2 separate regions of the Mus musculus genome follow, and region 1 is linked to region 2. Evidence: chromatin contacts called from public HiChIP or PLAC-seq data. All regions are on one chromosome and are shown on one strand. Each heading gives the region's core, a stretch centred on a gene start, on an enhancer-like site or on the middle of the called end of the contact. The rest is flanking DNA. Distances are from core to core; before and after follow the strand shown. Region 1 has its middle 40 kb from the start of 8030451A03Rik. Region 2 holds the start of Akna (AT-hook transcription factor).

Region 1 (7,279 bases), core at 4,031-6,530, 540 kb before region 2:
GAGCAGTGATTGTAGAGACAACTCTCCACACAGGTTTCTCGCCCTCAAATCGAAAGATAAGGCAAATGTCTTGGGTAGGTACTTAAAAGAACCAGCAGGTGGCAGCCTCCTCCCATCTTAGGAGGGCAATGACCCCGGGTGTTCCTAATAGAGATGGTTGATGTTATTGGGGTTCTTGGCAAGAGGACTAGACTGGTGATTTGCCGATACCTCTGAGAAAACAATTTCTTCCCCTTCGCATTAACCTTCTCCATGGGAGTCTCCAATACTTCCTAGCGACTTATAAGAAGCCTGATTGGCCATCAATTCTTTCCTAATTCCTTATCTGCTTTTTATCCTAGGGTGGGGACAGGAACATTGCAAGCAAGGAGGTGTTTCTGTCCCAGTGACCAACTACCATTCTGATTTGACATGGGCCCTGGTAATAAACAGCCTCCTCTACAACTTGCTGAGCAACTGGCTCCTTTGTACCCTAAGCCCATTTCTGGTTTCCATCTGTTTGCTCATCCCCTCTTGCTGGTTATAAAGACAACCTGTAATATCCCCCATTGTCCTGGTCTATCTCTAACCTTTTACCAGTGATACTTCTAGTCCTCTTTACTCATTTTGATTCCCAGCATGGAGACAGGTGGGGAAATGTGGGACCAACTTCTCCCCATGGCTCTCACTATGCCTAGTGCTGTTGGCTTTCTCTCTATCAAGCCCTGTTTAGATATTGGCTCTTGCACATCATCTTTATTAACATGAGCAGCAATTGGCATAAAGTCAAGAGCACCTTAGCACCTGCTTCCTGGAGCCAGTCTCCATCCAAAAGCACTATAACGTGTTCTCTTCAATCATATTGTGCTGCTCTGTGGCTCAAATCCTGACACTTGTCTTCTGGTTCAAAGAAAAACTCAACATAACAGTGGCCTTGAAGATGCCTACCTCTCTGTCCTATGATGCTCTGGGGGACTGGCCTCCCACTAAGCCACTCAGGAGGCATGGCCACTGGAAGTCCTTGATCAAAAATGGTTTTTCCAGGCAGACAGTGGTGGCACAGACCTTTAATCCCAGCACTTGGAAAGCAGAGGCATGCAGATCTCTGTGATTTTGATACTAGCCTGGTCTACAGAGTAAGTTCTAGAACAAACAGGGCTACATAGAGAGACTCTATCTTGAGCCCCAACCCTCAATCAAAAAATGTTCTTCCCTTGGCACAGGTATGGCTTATTTTAACTTTGAGTTGTATTCCAGCACCATTATCTCCCTGAGATATTTCCTCCATAACCCTCCCCCCACCTCTCTCTCCATCTCTGTGTCTCTGTGTCTGTCTGTCTGTCTGTCTGTCTGTCTGTCTCTCTCTCTCTCTCTCTCTCTCTCTCTCTCTCTCTCCCTCTCACACACACACACACACACACACACACACACACACACACACACACACACACACCATCCCCAACACTCCTTTTCTTCTACAGCATGCACTTCTACCCTTTTGCTTATTCCTGTGTATTGTCTCTGGAAATCAGTTTCTGACCATGTTTTCTTTACCTCGTCTTCGGCACCAAGAACAAAGCCATCCTAGCATTTCCTAGCTACTACTTATTTGTTCACTGAACACATAAGCAGACCAGGGAGGAGGGCTCAGCAGTCTCATTAGCTCCACTTACTAATGGAGTTTGTGCTCCACTTGCACAAACCGTAACAGCATCAATCATCAATATTAGGAACGCCCAGGATTCCTAACAGAGTGCTGACAGTATCCCGTAACTCCTGTTCATCATTGTACAGCTGAAATAAACAGAAAGTGATCTTGATGCCACACCTATAATCATCATGGATCTGATTTCAGATCATGCTTGCCCTTGCCATGAGCTTAACAAAAGAGAATAGAAGAGTGTGGTTTAGAGAAACAGTCACAGAATTGCTCTATGAGGGCATGTAGAAATAGACTTTTATCCAGAGAATTAGATTGTCCTCCAGTGAACTTAGCAGAAAACTTGGGTTGAGGTGAGGGGCAAATACTATGAATTTCAGTGTTTTTTAAAGACAGAGTACACTACACGCCTAACCAAAGGAAAAGTACTTCTCCCAGGACTCTGTATTCACAGGGTTCCTCAGGAGCACCCTCCCAGTTTCAGAGCAGGGAAGGAACATTTCTTAAGAATCAGAGGGAGAGAAGGCACATCCACTGACCTCTCAAAGCATCACTGATGCTGAAGGTCCTTAAGAGCATGAAGGAAAGGAGAGGGGAGTTTCCCAGGCATGCTGGGGGCAGCTCCAGCATGGCCTCCCTCTCTTGTGTGCTCAGGAGTTGCTCAAAAGGACCAAAGGAGGCCTTGGTTGTCCCCAGAGCCATCGTCTTTGCTCTGTAGATTTTCTTCTCACTAAGGACTTAATAAGTAGCTAGCAGAGGAGAAGAAGAAGAGGCCCTCAGTGTACGAAAAGAGCCTCAGAGTCAGAAAGAGAGTAGAGCCAACTTCAAAGAGGCTGAGGACCATGCTCCACTGGGTGCCTTTCAGATGAGCAGGAGATCCAGGTGTGGACAGATGTGTCAATCCAAAAACCCGAGTGAAGCGCATTAGGTGCCTTCCACTCCATGTGACTGATGAGACCTCAGAGCAGACTGCAGATTCTTGAGTATGTCCATCACTGTGCTTTGATGGAGAGGAGCACTGAATCCCTTCCACGTCTACTGGACCACCACTGTCATGTCTCAAATATCCACTCCCACCACTGCAGCACGCCACGGGTAAAGAATCCTCAATGCCACATCTACCATTAGATGGATAGGCACCCCATTACAAACTCTTCATTAATAAATCAATTTATACTGCCCGGAGGATACTTGGAATTCAGAGGTCACATCAAGCCTTGTAGAAAAGAAGTTTTCACTCTGTTGACAGATGAGGTATTATATCTGCCATCCTTAGAATGAGGTCTATGTAGGCCTCCAGGAGAGTGGAGAGAATAGAAACTACCTCTTGAGAAAATGATCATTGATAAAGAACAGAGATGTGATGTTTGTTTTAAAACAACCTCTGTCATAAACAGAGTAGACTTGCTTGCTGAGTGATAGAGAGAAACAGAATCTAATAATGGATTCCACAAGAAAACAAAATAGGCTAAGGGAGGAAGACTTGGAAAGACCAAAGTCATACCAAGAAAGAGATTCTCATAGCAGCAGCAAGCCCTTGACTTGACATGGCAAGGGCCTCAGGTACTAATGGTAACTAGGTGAACTGCAATCTGCCCTCACCCCCAGCCCTACGGTATCTCCCTTCTAGGCCTCTGACTTGGTTCTCTCTTGCTTCCAAGGTGTTGAAGATGTTTCCTCTCCAGGTTTTCAGTCTCTAGCCTGCATCCCAAGTGCAATGGACTGAGACAAGCATGAAGATTTGAGACACTGGGAAATGTAAGCACTCTTCTTTGGAGAACAAAGGAATTCTGAAAGAGCACGTCCCCAGAGACCACATACACAGGAGCTACCCCTACAAAGTGATGAACCCCAACACCTCTGATTTAATCCATATTCCCACAAATGTGCTTCTTACTGAAAGAAAAAAAAAAGCAGTCAGCCCCAGACATGACGAATGTCTCTGTCTCCTGGGTTGGAATCACTTTTACAAGAAATTATTCTTGGGCAAATTTCTCTGTTACATGAGCCTTTCCAAACCTCACCTAGGAAGCTGCAAGAAACTTGGAACGCAGTCAGAGGCGCGTGCCTATAAAGGAGATCTTTACCATAAAGAGATCGTATCCCTCTCTTCCTTGCCCTAGACACCACATAATCCTTTGTTTTCTCTTCCCCCAAGTAATCCACAGAGTATTCCAGTGGAACTTAAGTCACTCGATGTGCATCTTATAACAGATGCTTTCAATGCTAAGACGAGAGTCTGGGTAAAGTAGGACCCCTGACCATGCAGTCAGGAAACTGCCTCGCCTGCCAGACAGTGAGTGTGTTGGAAACAGGAATTATGTCTTTGAGTCTTTGTGGCAGTCATCACTGTTGAGAAAAGTAGCAGTGCTCATGAGTGAATGGACCATCCGTCTCTTTCAAATCCTGGTTCTACAATGGAACTAGCCATCTACATTTGGTCATGCTCCCTAATGATTTAGGGTTTTCAAACGTTTTCTTTTATAAAACACAAATGATAACTGTCTCATATAACTACAATAAATGCACCGCTGTACCTACAATACAGAGCTGCACCGTAGTAAATGACAAACAGTATCTTGGCTATACTCCCCGCAGCCATCCTTCACACAGACTAAATGATCAATACCCATTTGACTGGCTGGTCAATAGGTGGAGCTAATGTGAGTGCTTTCGGTTAATTTAAGTGGAAGCCTGAACAGGCCAGGTCAAGTGCCTCGTGCCTTTTAGCTGCTTTACAGAAGAGCATGAAGCAGGCAAAGAAAAATGAATGTTAACTCTAAACATACCTAGTTGAGTGTGAGAAGCAGACAAAATTATATCTCACTTCCATTATGACTTCTAATTTGGTACTCTAGTCTCATGAAGCAAAGGCCCAGGTCCTCCAGAGAATCACATAAGATGTCTACCTCTGGTGGCTGGTCATGACAAAGCTGATTATGGAAAACTATACTCAAAGTCGTATATCCTTTAGGGAGTCACAAGAGATATCCCTACAGCATCCGGTGCCCTCACAAATATACCTGCAGACAAATATGTGTGCAGTGCTGCTCAGGATGTCAACTGTCTATCAGTTGGCAGCTCCCAGGTTAATTTGCTACAAGGACAGAGTTATTGCCTTTCAGTCATCATGGCTCAGGTCTATGCTGTGGTCTATTTGTTCTAGTTCCTTCCACCAGTCTCTCTTCTCCTTTTCACGCCAATGATGTAATTTGCTCTCTGTTTTACCCATACACCACTAAAAATTCTTCCACAAAGAATAATATTTAAGATGTGAAATTGTACAGATTCCCATTTTGTAAAAGCTCCTTGGTGTTTCTTCTTTAGGTCCTCCATTTTGACACGAAAGATGGAGCTAAAAATAAAACAAGCCCTGATTGACAGCAGTTCCTGTTACAGCTGCTGTCCATATCAAAGTTCATTTAACCTTCACCACCACCCTATAGTCTCCATTCTACAGAGCTGGAAACTGAGGCAGGTTTGGCCAGTGTCACTGAGGCGGTGGTCTGCTTTATGCAATCGGAATTAAGTGAAACACGCTGACTTGAAACCTTACTACCCAAGTGGTGGCAATGGTTGTGAACATGATTAACAGCCTCAGCCTGCACATCTGAGCTGACAAGAGGGCCACACCCCTTTCCTGTGACCACTAACATCAACTCTACCAGGAGGGAGTACAGACTCTAAATGCAGAAGTGATAGAAACCAGGGGGTTACTTGTTGTTATAAGTCTATTTGGAGGAGAAAAAAATCCTTAAGGCAAAAAGACATATGCCTTGATGATTTCTCTGCCTGCAGGGTGGATGCAGCACTCTGTAGCCTCCCCTGTGGAGGGGAGATAGTTCCCTGCAGCACAGAGAATTGAGACAAGATCATGAGGTCACTATCAAGTGGAACCTATATCCTCAGCTCCGGGAATGTGAGACACTGTGTTCAGAGAAGCTGTACAGGCATGCTTGTCTACCTGCAGCCTAGAGAGTCCATGCTGGTAGAAGATGTCTTCACATGCCTCTTCATTCCAGGCCCTCCAGGACACCCGGGGCAATTTTAGGCTACACACATGAGTCTACAGAGGCTATAGAGATGAGACCCAAAAATCCCTGTGTTCGTTCCTGAAGTCCCACTATGTTTAGGTTTGGAGAACAGACTGTAACCACACAGAAATCTGCACTAAGGCTGTAAGGAAGTCATCACTTTCTCCAGCCTCCAATGACATCATGCACCTGGCTACACTGAAGAAGAGGAACCAGATACAAAATTCTCCATGCCAGCCCACCTCCACCTGTGCATATAAGTCTGGGTCTGTCCTGTCTCTGAGTGACAACCTATTGCTGCCTCCCTCTGAACCTCTGATAGTTGGTCTCTGTGCCTTTTGTGTTCAACTCTGTAGAATTCCCTGCCCTCACCTCTTGATGTCCTCCACCCCACACGTAATAATCATCTGAGCCATCGCATGCTTTATTACCTGCTTCTTACCCTGGAATCTGACCTCTCTATATAATTGCCCAAGTCAAGTCTGGCATCAGTCTTGCTTGAACCTCTGCCATGACCTGGACATGCTGTGAGCTGGTAGGTTTTAACCCAGATACTAGAAAAGGGTCATGAAGAAAAACTGGCATTGGATAGAGGAACCACAGTAGCCTCCTTCAGACAGAATGTCAAGAGGGCTATCTCTAAAACTGGGACATTTGAATCTAAACATGCATGATGGGAGACACAGTTCTTGCAAGAGGCCTGGAGTGGGGAACAGCTTGGTAACAAGGTAGCATCTACGGACACATTTTCATATTTAATCTGCAATACATATGCACATGCTCTCCCTCCAAGCCAGTGGGTCTCCACGTCTCTGCCTCAGGACTTTCTCAAGAGCTTGGGAGTCCAGTTTGTCTAAGCCAAAGTCATTTTCAAAGTGTAAAATAATGGGGGACTCTATTCCAGTTCAGGGGAGGAAGAGTGGAGGAGTGTCAAAGGTTTCTGTCCTATAGCAAGGCAATTGGGAGGCATTGTCAACCTGCCCTTGGGGGGGACAGAGTCAAGGCTACTCAGAACAGGAAACAATTGATTGTGCAACCCATGTCAACTGTTTTCCTTCCCTGTCTCACTCCACCTACTCCCTCACCCTGATCTTGGGACCATCTTTTGTGCCTTGGTCTCAGGCTCTGCCCTAAAGCCTAATGAGCTCAGAAGGAAGCGCACTGTGGTCGGAACATATGAGACTCAAGATCAAATCAGAGAGGCCATTAAGGGCTAAACAGTAAACAGCCCCTGGAAAAGCTTCAGACTGCAGACCGCAGCATTTGGGTGGTCGCCATGGAAGTCTTCCATGGACTCAGCAGACAGAACTTTAGGTGGAATGGTAGCAAGAGAGGAGGAGGAGGAAGAAGAAACAGAATTTGTTGGCAACACTGGGACTAGATGGAATTTAGACCTCAGATAAGCTGAATGATGTTCAGGGCAAAGAATTGGGACCAGCAGGGACAAGACACTGAGCTGAAGGCTACTCGTACAAATGGGGCCAGTAGGGAAGCCCCAAGATGTAGGTCTAACTCAATTGTTATGCAAGTGCCCAGAACTCGTTTCTAGTGCATTGGATTGCTATGAGAATAACCGCAGCTTTCCTGAGTGCTGCCTGCTTACAGT
Region 2 (7,203 bases), core at 4,475-6,974:
AAAAATGGTCAGGGTAGTATTCCCTCTGGTATCATCTTCAAGTCCAGTTGGGTGACATCTTAGAAAGCTTTTGTTCAGCATCCCCAACTAAGTTTAGAGATGAAGTCAGAGAAAGAACAGATCAACAGTCATAGACATTGGTGACAATGGCTAGTGCACTGACTTCAGGTCACTGTACCACGAGTCTCACTGTAGGAGTGAGGTAGCTGTGGTGGGTTGGGGCTGTCATCTTCCCACTGCCCAGTACTGAGCCCTGCTAGATTTTGTCGCTTCATTTCCTAGCACTGCCACTAGGTGGACGCCGCTGTCCCTGTTGTGCAGTCTAAGGGTTCAGAGGGATTAAACCATTCGTCTGAAGTTCGTCCCTACAGCTCTGGGCAGGGAAAAGAGAGGCCTGGGCCCTTAGGTTCACCCAGCAGCCTGTGCAGAGCTTTGGGATATGGGAGGGTGACATGGGACCGTGTCCAGGGGAGCCTGGAGAGAACCGAGCTGGTATCTCTAGAATACCTTCTGAGCTAGCATTTTTCAGCCCACCCAGGATCCCCGGCTGAGGGGAGGGTGTCAGAGAGGTTCCAGAACAGAACAGCCAAGGCTCCCTGCCGCACAGCCTCCCATATTAGCCTCTGGTCTCTCCTCCATCCGGCCTATAGCCCCATCTTGGCTCTGGTCCCCACTGCCAAGTGTCAGCCAAACCAGCTGGACTGCTAAGCCAGACCCTCCTGCCAGGACCTCCCCACCCATCTTAGACCCTCGCCAGCACCCAGCATCCCAGAGCCTATTCCGGAAAGGAGCTGGGATCAAAGCCAGCTAGCATGCCCAGCTGTCAGTCGGCTTGGGGTCCTGGGACTACAGCCAAGGACCAAGAACTTGAGGGAAGGGGATGCAAAATCTAGGAGCCCCTACCTACCCCTCATCCCCCGTTCCACAAGTAAGGGCCTCATCTGGTAGGGATACACTATATTTATGAATGTCTTTAATATGCTGTGTGGTTTTGGGCAAGGTGTGTGACCTCTCTGAGTCTTTCCTTGTCTGTTAAATGTTGGTTTGCTTCTGAGGAGCCAGGCTGAGTTGCCAAGGCTGGGAGCTAGGAGCCTCCTCTTCATTGTGTTGTTTTCAAATGTTGTAGCCAGACGATCGATCCAGGAACAGCCCAGGGCATCAGGCAAGCAAAAAGAAGGTGCAGGAGCTGTTGGGTGTCACAGAGGGTCGGAGCTGCTGACACTCACGGCCCAGCCACTCCATCAACTCTGAGAAGGGGAAACTGAAGCCGGGTGTGCCTGAGTGTTGCTATGCAAGGGTGCGTGTGTGTGTGTGTGTGTGTGTGTGTGTGTGTGTCTGTGTCTGTGTCTATGTGTGTGTCTGTGTCATTCTGTCTCTCTCTCTTTCTTTCTTTCTTTCTTTCTTTCTTTCTTTCTTTGTATATCTGTGTGTCTGTCTGTCTCTGTGTATATCTGTATGTATATCTGTGTGTGTCTGTGTGTCTCTCTCTGCATGTGTGTGTATCTATGTGTCAGTCTCTGTGTATATGTCTCTCTGTGTGTGTATCTGTGTATCTGTGGCAGTGGGGATGAAACCCCCGGGCCTCGTGTTCACCGTACTGAGCTATACCCTCAGCTTACATATTACAATTGTAAACACCATTCTGTGTTCTTCTCTGAATAGTTAAAACCTATCCCTTTGAGAACAAATATAATTTTATTTCATGACAGGGTTTCTCTGTGTAGCCCTGGCTGTCCTGGAACTCACTCTGTAGACCAGGCTGGCCTCGAACTTACAGACATCAACCTGCCTCTCTCTACCTCCTGAGTGCTGGGTTTATAGGTGTGCACCCCACCACCTATACAATCTGTTTTAGCAGTGGTTGGACACTGACGTTGTTTCCAACCTCTTCACTGTATAATTCAGTGACAACATAATTGTGATTAGACATTCTGGTTCAGCTTCCTAACTCCTAAAGCGGGAGAAGGAATTCCCGCCTCCTTGGGTTGGCATGGAAGTTGGGTGATGAGAACTAATTCTAGAAGAGCTTTTACAAGGTGTTTGACGCAGAGCAGGGGCTCAGTAAGGCCTCGGTGCTAGCAATACATTCTTGGCACCATGAACTTTCAAAATTTTACTTTGATAAAAGCTTGAGAGAGGACGGGAGAGAGAGAGAGAGGGGGAGGGGGAGGGAGAGAGAGAGAGAGAGAGAGATATTTCCATCTATGTGGTTGAACACACCCTCCTTATAACCCATATCTTTATTAGCTAAGGATGGCCTATTCCCTCCCCCCCCCCCCGCCCCAATAGCTAAGGATGAACACATGTTTCTTAGCTGGGTCTCCTGTCCCAGAACTGATCTGGGAGCCACCTGGCAATAGTACCCTTCACACTTGGGAGCGCTTGCTCCCCTTTGTGTGGGGGATCTGAAATTAGAGCTTTGGCTGATGTTGGATGTTAGGGAAGTTACTGAGTCCTGCAGGCAGCACACTCTCTGGCCACATCACTGAGGTGAAAGTCATCGCTCCCAGGCAGGTGCTCTGTGCCAGCTAAGGCACTGGGCCAACACCTGAGGATGCCACCGTCCCTCTTAACTCATCCTATGAGTCTTGTAAAGTCAACATTGCCCCATCTTACACATGAGTAACCGAGACCAGGAGAGTCTTTATCAGCAAGGATCTTGCCAAGGTCACTCAGCATCCAAGGGCCCTGGAGATCTCTGGCCACCCCCATCAGTACAGTGAGGCTTCCTGGGTGGGCAAGTGGAATGGAATCTGGGAGGCTCAGTGGACCTCTGGTTCCAGGTGACCTGGGAGTCAGACCAACCAGGCTTCCATCACTCACTCTTCTTGGTTCTCTGTGACACCTGCCGCTGCCCAGATGCACTATGAACTTTGACCTGGAAGGTTAGCCTCCTGGGCAGGAAAGGAGAGCCAGGACTCAGGAGGGTCATGATGAAACGACAGCCCCACTCCTATGGTGTCTCACTCTGGTCTCCCAAGATGGCTGGGCTGCTCATGGCTCTCTGCTGTACCTCTGGCCTCCAGAAGAACCAAGGGAGGGCAGGTCTAGCAGTGTTTCTGGACCCAAGATTGGGGCAATCAGCAGACGACTTTCTGCACTCCAGATCCCTTCTGGTGGTCAGGGTACAGGGCCTTCCTTTTGTTTTCTTGTCTGGGTGGTTGAGAACTACCATCTCCCTTCTGTGCCTCAGTTTCCTCTTCTGAGCCGTGGGAAAACACTGTATCTGAGGCAAAGGATGAGGAAGCAATGGGAGAAGTGAGGGAGGGTGGAGCAGGGCCAGGCTGCAGCCTCTGTTTGTCCTAGTGCTGGGTCCAGAGCACCCCAAGTGGCAAACCTGTGTCCGGCTGGGTTTGAAAGCTGTTTGAGAAAATCCCATGAGGCTGTTGTGGGCTGGGGTGTTTTCTCCAGAGCAGAAAGATTATGAAAGATATGTGAGGACAGACAGGGCTAGAGTTTGGTGAGGTTTAGGAAATTCAGCAAACGGGACTCAATGGTAGAGGAATTAAATGATGAAGGGAGTGGCCAGGTGGACCACCCAGTTTGGCTTGAGACCCCAAATAAAGGATGGGCCCGGCTGGGGACAGGAGCTGGGAGAAAGCTACTGTGCCCAGGCTCAGTTTGTCTGTAGCTTTGGATGGGTAAACTTGAGGGATAGTATTCCAGAAAGGAATACCATGTGGGCAAGGGGAAGGATAAGGGGGCTGGGGGAGGAAAAGGCCCAGTGTCGGGGTGAAGGACAGTAAATACTGGCTGCTGTCTTTCAACAAGGCTGAGGGTGTGCCAGCTGCGGCAGCCACCTGGTGTTGATGGGTTAATGATCAGGGAGGGTGAGCGGGTGAGTGACAGGATGTCAGGGGAGCCTGCCACCCACACAATGGGCCACATGGTCGCCAGAGCAGTAGACAGGGTCTTGATAAGATTTGGCTCTGTTCCATAGTCGCCGGGGGACTGCAAAGGGAGCCCCAGCCCCCAGATGTGTGTACAAGGCAGGGCCTGGGAGATAGGAGTTGAGAGGTTACTCGGTTGAAAGTGCTTGGTGCTAGCTCAGACTTAGCCAGATCCTGGCAGCTGGCCCTCAAGAGCATTCATTCATTCCATTCACCCATCAGTCACAAGCCCTTGGAGGAGACCAGACTCTCCCACCTAAGGAGACCCGGGGGCAGAAACTATGGTGATGACATAGGTCCTAAGGTCCCTTACTGCACACTGGGCAGGCCGTCTGTCATGGAATTGACAGCAGCCTCTCCAGGGCAGTGGCCACTCTGGTTAGCCCTGTTCCACAGAAAGGAAAACCATGGCTCTAGCCACTGAGGTCACAGTGCCAGCAGGAGGTGAGGCTGGCATGCTGGCATTGAACTCCCTGGCCTATGGACTCTAAGATTCTCTCCATCACTCTTGGGTGGTCCCCAGCCTGGCTGCTCCCTTGAGGTCCCCCCTCCCCCCCCAGGGCTTTCTGGATGGCAGAGGGTTGACCTCATGTCTCTTCTGTTTCCTGACTCTCTGGGTCAGCAGGGGCAGAGTAGAGAGCCAGGAGCGGACTTAGGGCTCCTGCAGCATCTTCCTTCTACCTGGCTCCTGCCTCCTCCTGCCTGCCCCGTCAGCCTGGATCCTGAAGGTCAGATTCTGTACCTCCTGCCCCGGCCCCTGAGTCCTCTCACATCATATCCTGTTGTCTTCAAGGGCCTCCTGCTTCTCTCAGGTCTCTGCAGCTGCCTTTCTAGAACATTCTCATCAGTCATGCTTGCGGCTTGCTTCTGCCTCTCTGTCCTTCCGGCCGCTTGTGTGACTGTGGCCTCCCCACCCAGACCTTCCTGATAGTCCTGCCTCACCCCCACTCAGCTTGTTACTCTCAGGCCCCTGTCTTCAGCCAGGGCAGGTCCAGCATCTGAGACCTGAAACCTCGGGTGTTTCCCTAGGATCTGCGAGTCCTCAGCCTCAGAGATACCAAAGCAGCAGGAGACGTTGGTCACCAGCCTGTCTCATACTCTGCCTCAGGCACACCTGACATCTTACACACTTCACTATAGAGTGAAGGGCCAGGTGTGATGTGTCTGTGTCCCACCCTGCTTCTTCAGATGGCTACACCTCTCACAGAGGTGAAGGGACCTGAGGAGCCACAGGTTGGCCATGAAGATAATTCTGTTCCTTCATCTCTGGGGCCTCTGAGGGAGAAGCTACAAGAGGAGATGTTCACCTGATCCTCTAGTTCTTCCTTCTTACCTAGACAATTCCAGTGCAGGCTCATCTTATCTCTAGGCATGGACAGTAAGTGGAAGGGCAGAAATCCCTAAGTCTGCCCTGAGATGATGAGACTTGTGTTAGTAGACGAAGTTAAAGCTGGACAGACAGGAGCAAGCGCCAAGGCTGAGGTTCCCCTTTCCCTCCTGTGAGGATGGGCAATGAGACCTACACAGTGGGAGAGGCTTTGATAAAGTCTTCGGTGATGGAAGAGACCAATTTTGGGGTGGGAGTGGAGGAACTGCAGGCTCCTCTTCCTGGGACCGGCATGCAATGTGACTTTAGCCAAGCCTTCTCTGGACTTCCTGCTCGTACAAGCACGGTTGTGGTTGCAACTGAGGTGGTCTCAAACTCAAGGCCTCAGAAGTTCTCTTCCCATCAATGCAGCCCCACACTTGCCCAGCAAAGGGTTAAGCTCTTGGCGCCAGCTCCGCAGAGTAACCCCCCCTCCTTTTCACAAACACTTGTAGGAAATCAGGCTGGGCGCTTCCTGCAAGGAGGAGGAGGCAAGGCAAGGCCTCAGCTGCAGGGGCGGGGAGAAGTGGGGAGGGATGCTTGTCTGTGAGCTGAGGCCGTTCTGGCTGGCAGAGCAGTCTGGAGGCGTTCCAGGCTGCTGTGGAGGCAGGGGGCTCCCCAGGTTTGAAACAAAGACCTTGTGGGCAGCTCCCCTGAGCCCAGGCCGGCAGGATGGTGGTGTAGTACTAGTGAGGTAAGGAGCTGAGCCAGGAGGAGGGCCAGAGGGAAGGCCGCCTTCCCTCTGGATGGGCCAGTCATAGACTCTGGACAACCCTGGCAGGCAGCCCAGCCCAGCCAGGAAATCACAGCTACGCAGCTGCTGCCACTCCTGTCCAGTTCTGGGAGTCCGGCCCCCACGAAAGAGTGGACCCCAAGATGCTAGTTTCCAGTTCCAGATCCAATTTGGTTCCCTTGGTGAACTTGGACCCGTGTTGGTCCCTCTCTGTCCCCCGGGGTGGGCTCATCTCAAGGCCAGTTAGTGCTTGGGTTACTGAGGGTCTCGAGATGTTCGGAAGTGAGGAACAGGCCAGGAGATGACACCCTCCTACCCAAATAAGGGCAGGGACAAAGTGGGGGCCAGGAAGCCAGCTTAGAGCTACAGTAGGACAAGATGAGAGTCAGTAATAGCCTGGCCCCTTGTTAGTTCCTCCCAGGCTCTTTGGGTGAGCCAAGGGACAGTCCGGGGACATCCGTCATGGGTATCTCCACTTGCCGCAGGCCAAAGGCCACTCCTGTGAACAGGTCTATGCCCTGCCACGGATCCAAACTTGCTTTGGAGCCCCACAGCCCAGCCCTTCAAAAGGGTCCAGCAGCTTGGTAAGGAGGTCTTTCCCCTGCCATCCTCCTGCCTCCTATACATCTCCTGGCCTTGGTTTAATAGTCACAGTGTTCTAAACTTCCTGGTTGTTCTCATTAGGTGGGTGCCTCTGTTTCCTCATCGGGATGAGGTTAAGGTGGGGATGTCCTGGCTCTCTCTAGCTGGGTAGCATGGAGATTCTGAATGCCAGGGCTGCTGAAGGTTGAAGCTTCAGTGGGGGAGGATCATCCTGGACACACACGCACACGCACGCACACACACACACACACACACACACACACACACACACACACACACACATGCACGCACGCACGCGCGCGCTCGAGAGAGAGAGAGCTGTATGAAGCAGTGTGTGGGGAACAGGGCATTGCCTAGCTAGTTGCTAAATAGAATCCCTGGAGGGTGTGACAACATGGAGATCAGTTCTGTACAGGTGTTAGGTGATAAGAAGCAAGGACATAGAGAAAGCAGTGTTTGGTGTTTTTTTGGGGAGGGTGGGGTGCAGTTTCTCTGGGGGCAGGTGGGGACCTTTAGCTCAATGGCCCAACCATTAGCAGGACCTAGTTATAGAGGGGCTGGCCCTCCTGGGTCAGGACATCATAATTCGAATCCCCAGCTTCCACTGCTAC

The links. HiChIP or PLAC-seq counts read pairs in DNA pulled down with a chosen protein or histone mark.
Region 1: a contact with region 2 is called in an H3K27ac HiChIP or PLAC-seq map of bone marrow-derived dendritic cells, with 9 times the contacts expected there. The contact joins the enhancer-like site here to the promoter of Akna in region 2. A contact is called at or near these places in 11 of 39 promoter capture datasets (the 3T3-L1 cell line, 3T3-L1-derived adipocytes, cranial neural crest and 7 more), 4 of 15 datasets of contacts at CTCF or cohesin (embryonic stem cells, large pre-B cells, pro-B cells and 1 more), 143 of 484 Hi-C or Micro-C datasets (the 3T3-L1 cell line, the AML12 cell line, the AtT-20 cell line and 82 more), 34 of 115 datasets of contacts at active chromatin or transcription factors (the 230-238 cell line, CD8 T cells, PVALB interneurons and 26 more) and 2 of 9 other capture datasets (adipose tissue and embryonic stem cells).

What each region holds. Positions count from the first base shown.
Region 1 is chr4:63,941,067-63,948,345 of GRCm38.p6, reverse strand. No RefSeq gene overlaps it. Among named protein-coding and RNA genes, the nearest start is that of 8030451A03Rik, 40 kb to the left of the region's middle. Within about 2 kb of position 5,280, at least 28 of the 459 cell types and tissues checked have an H3K27ac peak or open chromatin away from gene starts, as enhancers often do. A contact at or near this core is called in B cells, CD8 T cells, the CH12 cell line and 7 more, where this site is marked.
Region 2 is chr4:63,401,966-63,409,168 of GRCm38.p6, reverse strand. Akna (AT-hook transcription factor) reads left to right here and starts at 5,724. Exons shown (of 22, transcript NM_001045514.3): 1 at 5,724-5,950. Gm52742 (a long non-coding RNA gene) reads right to left here. Exons shown (of 3, transcript XR_003955424.1): 3 at 7,043-7,203.